Regions from separate parts of the Zea mays genome. Here region 1 is linked to region 2. The links are chromatin contacts, called in public Hi-C maps. All regions are on one chromosome and are shown on one strand. The core of a region is the stretch at or near the end of the contact, and the rest is flanking DNA. Distances in the headings are between cores, read along the strand shown. Region 1 holds the start of LOC100283609 (rhodanese-like family protein). Region 2 holds the start of LOC103634491 (protein YIPF5 homolog).

Region 1 (4,012 bases), core at 266-2,765, 450 kb before region 2:
CTTTGGTTAATGCATGGTTTTTATAAAGCCAATGGCGGTTGCGGTTACGTGAAAAAACCAGATTTCTTGATGCAAACTTGTCCAGATGGAAAGGTGTTTGATTCGAAGGCAGATTTGCCGGTGAAGGCAACATTGAAGGTAGATGGTGTGTTTCTTCCTCTCTCTCTCTCTCTTTTTTTTTAAAAAAAATTTCTTTGGGTTTCAGAAATGGGTTGATTCGGTAGCGGTTTGCAGGTCAAGGTGTACATGGGGGAAGGTTGGCAAAAGGACTTCAAGCAGACACATTTCGACTCATACTCACCTCCAGATTTTTATGTAAAGGTCTGTTCACTCGTTGAGCCCGTGCCAACGTTTAGAAGTCAGCGATGCCTATAGATCGTCCGAAGCAGTCACGCCAGGACTGGAACATGAGGGCGCATCGCTAATTTGGTTCGGTTCGCCAACAGGTTGGCATCGCCGGAGTTCCATTAGACTCGGTGATGAGAAAGACGAAAGCCGTGGAGGACAGCTGGGTGCCGGTGTGGGAGGAAGAGTTCGCCTTCCCGCTGACCGTACCTGAGATCGCGGTACTCCGCGTGGAGGTGCACGAGCAGGACGTGAACGAAGACGACTTCGGCGGGCAGACGGCGCTGCCTGTGGCGGAGCTGCGGCCAGGGATCCGCGCCGTGCCGCTGTTCGACCACAAGGGGCTCAAGTTCAAGAGCGTCAAGGTCCTCATGAGCTTCGAGTTCGCGTAGCGTCCCGCAGCGTAAAGCGATTATGCTGTCATGTGCGTCGATCGATGTTTGTTTGCAATAAGAATCGACTTTTTTTCCTCTGTTATTAGGAGTCCCATGCCGGGTTTTTTTTGTACAGATGCATTTCCGCTAACTATGTACAAACGGGTCACCTGACACGAACCCAGCCAAAGCACGGTCCATTTGCATCAGGGCAGCCACGACACGACGTGCCACTAGACCGTGCGGAGCTGGGTTCCGTACCTGTCTAACGGTCCAGACATGGCTTGCTGGGTCGTTTTCCGTGGCGATTTAGCCTAATGAGCATGGGCTTTTTGGCGGGCCGGACCGATTCAAAGCCCACGAAGAACGAGAGATGGCCCGTGATGGAGCTTAGGGGTCGAGCACGGGGCTGCGGAGCTGTCGGTGTCGGAGGCCGTGCAGAGGAGTTCTAGCGATACCAGCGTCCTCTCGGCTGTGGCCCCCACTAGCTAGGACGCAAATCAACGAGCGGAGATCTCGTCGAGCCCCGCCTCATCTATTAAGACGGATCGTACGGCCATGAGATGCAGATAGGGGTGGTAATGGATCGTGATCCAAATAGTTCTTCACAAAATGTCAAGGCCCTAAATAAATTATAGTTCAAAAATGACTAGAAATAAAGCCCGATCCTAACCCGCTTCGATCCTTAAATCTTATAGTGCAAAAAGTATAGCCCATTGTCAGCCCTAGATGCAGTGTGCAGTGTACCGACGGTGCGGATTGGACCTGAAATATCATCCAGATAAGAGTGACATGGAAACGAACGCGACTGAGCGAGGCCTCAATTGACAAGCAGCAAGTGGAAGTGGGCATGGCTATGGGTGCTGCGGCGGCCGCATCCACCTGCACCAGGCCCGCGTCCCCTGGCCTGGCCCGACGTCGCGTCAGGGCGCAGGCGACGTCGTCGTGGGCCGGAGGCGCCGAGGCGCTGGTGCGGTCGGGCGCGGTGAGGGCCGTGCGGCCGAGGGACGCTGCGGAGGCGCTGGGCGGCGAGGGGTTCCGCCTGCTGGACGTCCGGCCGGAGTGGGAGCGCGCCCGCGCCAGCGTGCGGGGCTCGGTGCACGTGCCGCTGTTCGTGGGGGACGACGACATGGGCCCCGTGACGCTGCTGAAGAAGTGGGTCCACTTGGGCTACATCGGGCTCTGGACCGGCCAGGCCTTCACCAAGATGAACGAGCGCTTCGTCGACGACGTCGCCGCCGCCGTCGACGGCAGCAAGGACGCCAAGCTTCTCGTCGCTTGTGGCGAAGGCCTCAGGTAAAATGACAAGACTACGCATTAATTCTTCACAAGCTAGGTCGTGCGTGCAACAAGTTACAAGTTACTACTCATTTCGTTCGTGGTGTTCAAATTTCAACTCACAAGGTCGTTGATCGCGGTGAGGATGCTGCACGACGACGGGTACAGGAACCTGGCGTGGCTCGCCGGCGGGTTCAGCAAGTGCGCGGACGGCGATTTCGCAGATGTGGAGGGGGAGAGCAAGCTGCAGTACGCCACCATCGGGGGCGCGTCCTACATCTTCCTCCAGATCCTGCTGTTTCTGGGAGTGGTGAAATGATCCGTTCGATCGATGTTGTTATGACTTCCTCGGCCGTTCGATCTGGTCTGTTTTGCTTTTTGCTAGTACTACCGTTGTCAGATGTTGTACTGCATTGCATATGCGAACAGCATGTCGGTGGCAGTGGTAGAGCTACTGAGCTAGGCGCGCACACATTTGACATTCCTATCTCGTCCCTCTCGTGTTCAGGACCCTTAATGTACATGTTCAGGACCCTTAAGGCAATCGGCTCTTAATTTGATTTGCGGCCCCTAATGTACATGTTCAGGACCGGTCGTAGGCCCCTAACGTGCATGCACGGCTGAGAAGTGAGAAACAAAAAGAAATGAGCATTGCAAGTTGTGTTTTTATACCATGGAAAGGCACTGCAGGTTACAGAGGTTGAACCTTTATATATATTTTTATTGAAACTACCTAGATTGGATCCGAATTCCTCGAATTCCTGAGGGGATTTAGGATGTGTATGGTTGATTTCTAACGGAACAGGATATTTAGGATGCTCCCACTCCACCAAAATGATCAGACGCGAACACGCTCCTCCCTCTTCTCCATCCACACTCATATGACACTTCAACCAAACAATGAACAACGTGGTGTGAGCGAATCGTCACCAAGGCAAGCTGGGAGCAAGTCTGTACCAAGGAAAGCATGTGCCGGACAAGAAATAGGTCCAAGCGGGCCTCGACGAAGCAACATGCACAGGAAGGAAAATGCCAAGGTGGTTGGGCCAGATTGGGTGAACACAATAGAGTAGAGGAAGCATATATGCCGGTAGAAACGAGAGAGAGGGTTATGCATGTATCAAATATTATTCTCCTACTTCTCCAAGGTGCTGTTTGGTTCAAGAAATGTAAAGCAAATGGTAATGGTAATGGTTTACGCTCGATTACTGGCGGTAACAAATTTGAATAGGCTGGTATCAATTTTTAGTGTGGTATCTTATTACAGTTGGACTAAAACAAACATGATTTAACGTTTTCAGTTACCCATTACGTTACAAATATGTGAACCAAACGACACCCAAGTCTCTCCTACGCCCCTTCTCATCTACTCTGGAACTGTAATAATTCGTACACTGAGATGCTTGAGTGAGAGGTTAACAAGTGGTATCAAAGCCACCGATTCTCGGGCTCTTTCTTGTGTTGAAGCTCGAACTGATGCAGTCGGTGGCACATTCGTATCTGACACGTTTTCGGCGAAAGCAAGTGGTGACGAATCCAGATACGTAGATCGTTCTCAACGAAATTGTGAGGCGGTTCAAGAAGCATGACACCAAGTGGGATCGATGTTTTGCCAATCAGGAGACAAGCTAGGAGGCCACATTCTCGGAGTTCACGACAGAGCAGAAGGAGTGCGTCAAAGGTGTCGAGAAAGCAGTCAGGGTATTCGATGAATGGAGCCTCAGTTTCTAAGGTGTCGTCGACGACCGGCGCTTGGAGGTTGGCAAGTTATCCAAGAACTGGGAGTGCGTAGTCGTCGAGAAGTTTTCCCTTATGCCGGGCGTTCTTGCTCCTGCCCTGGTGGCTGCCGAGTGCCCACCTGGTGGATCCACATGCAACTCGCCCCATGGGCACTGCATCGACAAGCACTACTGGGAGGATGGATTTGGGTCCGTCACCACCCTCATCCCTCCCTCGATCAAGGGTATGCCCCCGCTGCCCTCTCCAGTTTCAGTTCCGATGTTGGGTGAGCCCCG
Region 2 (4,636 bases), core at 215-2,714:
TTATCACTTATAACATGTGAGCATCACTATCACACTGCTAACAATTCATTGGTTCCAATAACACTTATAGGTCACTCTTGAATGAATTACAATCATGTATTTAACTGGGTAGTGCATACTCATAACCACATTTCAGTTACAACTTACAATAATGGCAGAAACCAGAACAATATCATGGGGTAGTCAAGTTAAATCCAGATGAGGTCAACACAGCAAACATCCATCAAGTTGATATTCTATGAGGTTTCAAAGGAAAAGAACAAAAAGTAACCACCAGACTCAAATCTTGTTAAATCAAGATTGTAGTGGCCAAATGTTTGTTAATTGGTATACGATCAAATAAATTTATATATATTTTCCATTTCTCCTCACAACACAATAATTATGTATAACACCTAAATCAGAGGTAAAATGAATACCTTAGAGGTTTACACAGGAAACTATTGCTATAGTGCAACCACGAGTGCATATAACAACAATGATCAAATTAAATATTTGCAAGGTCTAGTATAGTTGTCCGACCATACCTTCCAGACCATAAATGGTATCAGAAGATGACAAGCAACGAGAAGAGCATGTAGACGAGCCAGCACGCATAAGCGATGAGCCCCCTGTGCTCGTCTCCACTGGATGCAAGCTCTGCTAGCAGCCTGGTGCAGACCCTGGCGGACCATATCACGAACGCCATCCCTACTCCAAATATGAGCCCGCCCCCGCGCGGCAGGAAGAGGGAGACAGCCGAGAAGATGACCATGGGCAGCATGCAGTAGCCGACGAGGCTAACGCATCTGTACAGATCGAGGTCCCCGCGGCGGCCGCCCGAGAGCATGGAGAAGACGAAGTAGAGGAAGAGAGACGCCACGGTGACCCAGCCGAGCACGATCCCAAAGTGGAACTTCCCCGCGAGGAGCTGGAATAGTCCAAAGGAAAGGAGGAAGAGGAACGGGCCCGACAGGTCGGCGTCGGCGTGGAGGGAGGGGTCGGCGGAGCGGAGCGGGTGGAGGATGGAGATCGTCTTCCGCCAGATCTGGCGCGTGTTGATACCGAGCTCCTCGAGGAGCGGCGGCTCGTCCTCGAAGGACGAGCCGGAACCGGCGACACCGATAGGCCCCGCGAAGAGGGGTGGCGCGGAGGAGGAGGAGGCCGCGGCAGCTGATACATCGAACGACATGAAGGGGAGCGGGTTGGCGGCGGATGAGGTGGAGGGGCGGGGCGGCGCGAACGCGGGCGGAGGGGAGGCCCCCACGCCCTGGGGAGGGTACCGGCGGTGCGTCGGTGTGGACGGCGTGAAGACCACCGGCGGCACGGGGAACTCCTTCGCCATGGCCGCGGCGATCGGGAAAGAAGCGGCGGCGAGGGTTCGAGATCTAGGTAGTTGCGGCCTTGCCGATCGAGGAGTAGACCGGTGCGCCCAACTGCGAGGGACAGCTGCGTACAGCGTACTGCGGTTTTCGGCTTTTGTTTATTTTCCTCTCATTTTCCCCCATATTTCAGCCTGTTTGGTCACACTCATTTATTCTCTATTTTACCAAACATAAGAATTTACTAGGTGTGTGCTCGTGCGTTACATCGGGAGTACACTGGGATGAGCATCGACACATATCTGATCGGATCTTATATTTCCTTGGGGGTCTGGAGAAAGTTTACTCGGAAGCCAACATGTTAAGACCTGAGCAAGTGTTACCCTTGTGCCCCATCAGCACACTGTTGCGCGCTTGTATGAGTGTTGTTAATTTGTATGTCTCGTGCATAGTCTCTCACCATCTATTCACTATAACATACATAATCCGTGTGACAAACATTATCAATATCGCACAAACTATTTTAAAATGTCAATATAGAATTTTTAATAATAGGCAAATATGTCGACAATCGTACATTAATCTAATCCTTTGAGCGCAACAAACTCTCAAGCAGGAAATGGGTTCATGTTGATCCAGTTGCTGGTCACGATCTTCACCCCATCTACGCAGATGGTTTTGCTACCTTAATGGCGTCCTCTAAGAAGCAGCACGCAGCCAACCTACAGTTCAGATCACCTCAACTTCATCACACACACCCACCGCTGGGGAAGCACCAAATGAGCATCACAAAACCAAACAGACATCTCACGCCGACCTGACAAAACTACAAAGGAGTTCCAACGCACAGTTCAAGGATGGACGCCACTCCCTGAGAACCTACAGTCGCTCAACCATCAGCACAAACAGCCAGATTTCAGACGACACCAATATCTGACACTACGCTCCGCCTTGGCTTGAAATCATGCAACCATTGCTTCATGGAGTCCACCATCTTGTCCAGCCCTATAAATTTTTTGTAGTGTAGATGGGGAAAGACTTTTCCGTAGCCATTGTATTCCGATTTCTCTAAATGGTCCACACCATAGCCATTAACAGGAGTCAACTTTGTTTACGAGTACCCATACATTTCATGAATTCATGCTTATAAAACAAGTCCTCTATATAAAAAGTAACAATATCCCAATTAAAAATCTAGCTCCAGCATTTCCGTATAAACTTTGACAGGACACATCTAAAGAAAATGTGATTGATAGACTCCATATCCTGATAGAGAACACAACGGCTACTCTCCTTCCATCCCCTCTTTTTTAAAACAATAGTAGCCTGCACTTTCCTATTGTATCATTGTCAAAGAAAAATCTTAATTTTCAAAGGCAACTCACACTTCAGATGGTTTTAAGCACATTATTCCTTACACCTCCATCAGTTCTAAACTTATATAACGAATTAACAGTAAAGTTCTTAGAGCTGTCCAAACTCCAGAGCACTACATCCCTCTCAAGTTGCATGACCTGCTCTTGTAGATCCGCTTGAAGCTCTGCCCACATGTTAAGATCCTTAGCTAAGAGAGGACGCTGAATCTCCACGCTCCAATCCTCCTCATCATAGCACTCATATACAAGAACATCCTTTTTTTTAGATAAACCCTACATACTGTTATAATGCTGATGTTGATTATTACAGACAATTCTTGGCTCCATTCCAATGTTGAAAGAATTTCTGAACCGCAAGAAATGTGACAAAATTATTTGACGGTCTCAAACCGTGTTAAACACCCCAAATAAGTTCGAGGTGCTGCCAGTTAACCTCTTAAAGCTAAAGCTCCTCTCATATGTGACAAAAAAATATTAGGATGACAAAACAATCAGAAGGAAGAATCACATCCGTTTCTCAGATGTGATCACAGACTGCGTTTGTAAACTCTGATGTCGATGCCTTTCCACCAAGATCAGCAGTCCTGTACTTGCCCTCGGCGATGGTCTGGAGGATGGCGTTGTGGATCCGGTCTGCTTTGTCGTTGAATTGCATGTGGCGCAACAACATGACAGCACTCAGCATAAGAGCAGTCGGGTTCGCAAGGTTCTTGCCAGCAATATCAGGAGCAGAACCATGAACAGCTTCAGCCAGACAAATGCCACCTTCACCAATATTGCAACTGGGTGTTAGGCCCAAGCCCCCGATCAAACCAGCACATAGATCACATGTCACCATAGAGATTTGGCATCACTAATACGTCAAAAAGACCAGGATTCTTCACAAGCGTCATACAGCAATTGTCAATGATGACCTCCTCGTATTGAATTTCAGGGTACTTTTCAGCCACTTCGCGGCAACACTTGAGGAAAAGACCATCTGTCTTCCTCATAATATTGGCTTTGTGGATCGCAGAGACTCTTTCCCGGCCATTTGCCTTGGCATAATGGAAAGCATACTCTGCCACTCTCAAACTTGCTTGGCGTGTAATAATTTCCAAACTTTCCACAACACCTCTCACAACCTGATGCTCAAGACCACTATATTATCCTTCAGTATTTTCACGAATTGTTACAAGGTTAACATCATCGTATCTGGTCTTGTAACCTGGGAGGCTGTTGCAAGGTCTGACATTGGCATAGAGCCCAAGTTCTTTCCTTAATGTAAGATTCAAAGATCGATGGCCCTTTCCAATAGGTGTAGCCATAGGTCCTTTCAAGCCAACTTTGTTTCTACGCACTGACTCCAGGCTTTCCCAAGTCAAAAAACTCTCTGTCCTGGGATCAACTTCTGTACCGACATAGTGTTCTTCCCATTCAATTGGTACCCCTGCAACATTGAATACCTGCTTCACAGACTCGGCGATCTCTGGCCCGATGCCATCGCGGGGAAAGAGCGTGGCACGAATGGTCTCCCCGGACTCCGTTGAGAACGGCGCCACGGCCGATGCCATCGCGGAGAAAGAGCGTGGCCCGCGTCTCCCTTGCTCGCGCCACCGACTCTGCCTCCGCGGTGGCCGCCGAAGCTGCTGGACCGGCCGGGTCTCCTGGCGTGCCCCTCGCCCCTGTCCCCTCGCTGTGACATAAATACACTTCTCTCCAATCAGAACGGCGGGCAACGCACGGGCTGTTCGCGGTGGCGGGCGTGCGGGCAGTGGGATTCGCCATGTAGATTTGCGGCGGGATTCGCGGCGGTTTGGTAGCGGCGTTCGTGCGGTAGCGGCGGGCAACGCACGGGCTGTTCGCGGTGGAAGAGGCGGCCGCGGTGGGATTCGCGGAGAGGTTTGCGGGCTTGAGGTTCCCATGGTCGCGGCAGGGTTTGCGGGCGGGCGGAGGCGGGGGCAGTCTACAGTAGGTCCT

What was found. A called contact is a pair of places that touch in the nucleus more often than the background predicts.
Region 1: a contact with region 2 is called in a Hi-C map of ear, with 3 times the contacts expected there. The contact joins the promoter of LOC100283609 here to the promoter of LOC103634491 in region 2. A contact is called at or near these places in 4 of 25 Hi-C or Micro-C datasets (ear, leaf and tassel).

What each region holds. Positions count from the first base shown.
Region 1 is chr1:44,791,224-44,795,235 of Zm-B73-REFERENCE-NAM-5.0, reverse strand. LOC100283609 (rhodanese-like family protein) reads left to right here and starts at 1,515. Exons shown (of 2, transcript NM_001156510.2): 1 at 1,515-2,015; 2 at 2,124-2,662. The coding sequence starts at 1,570. The coding sequence ends at 2,316. LOC100191466 reads left to right here. Exons shown (of 8, transcript NM_001136899.1): 7 at 1-138; 8 at 235-817. The coding sequence ends at 375.
Region 2 is chr1:44,341,701-44,346,336 of Zm-B73-REFERENCE-NAM-5.0, reverse strand. It overlaps LOC103634491 (protein YIPF5 homolog), which reads right to left and starts at 1,464. Exons shown (of 2, transcript NM_001346983.1): 1 at 528-1,464. The coding sequence starts at 1,324. The coding sequence ends at 548. It also overlaps the pseudogene LOC103634490.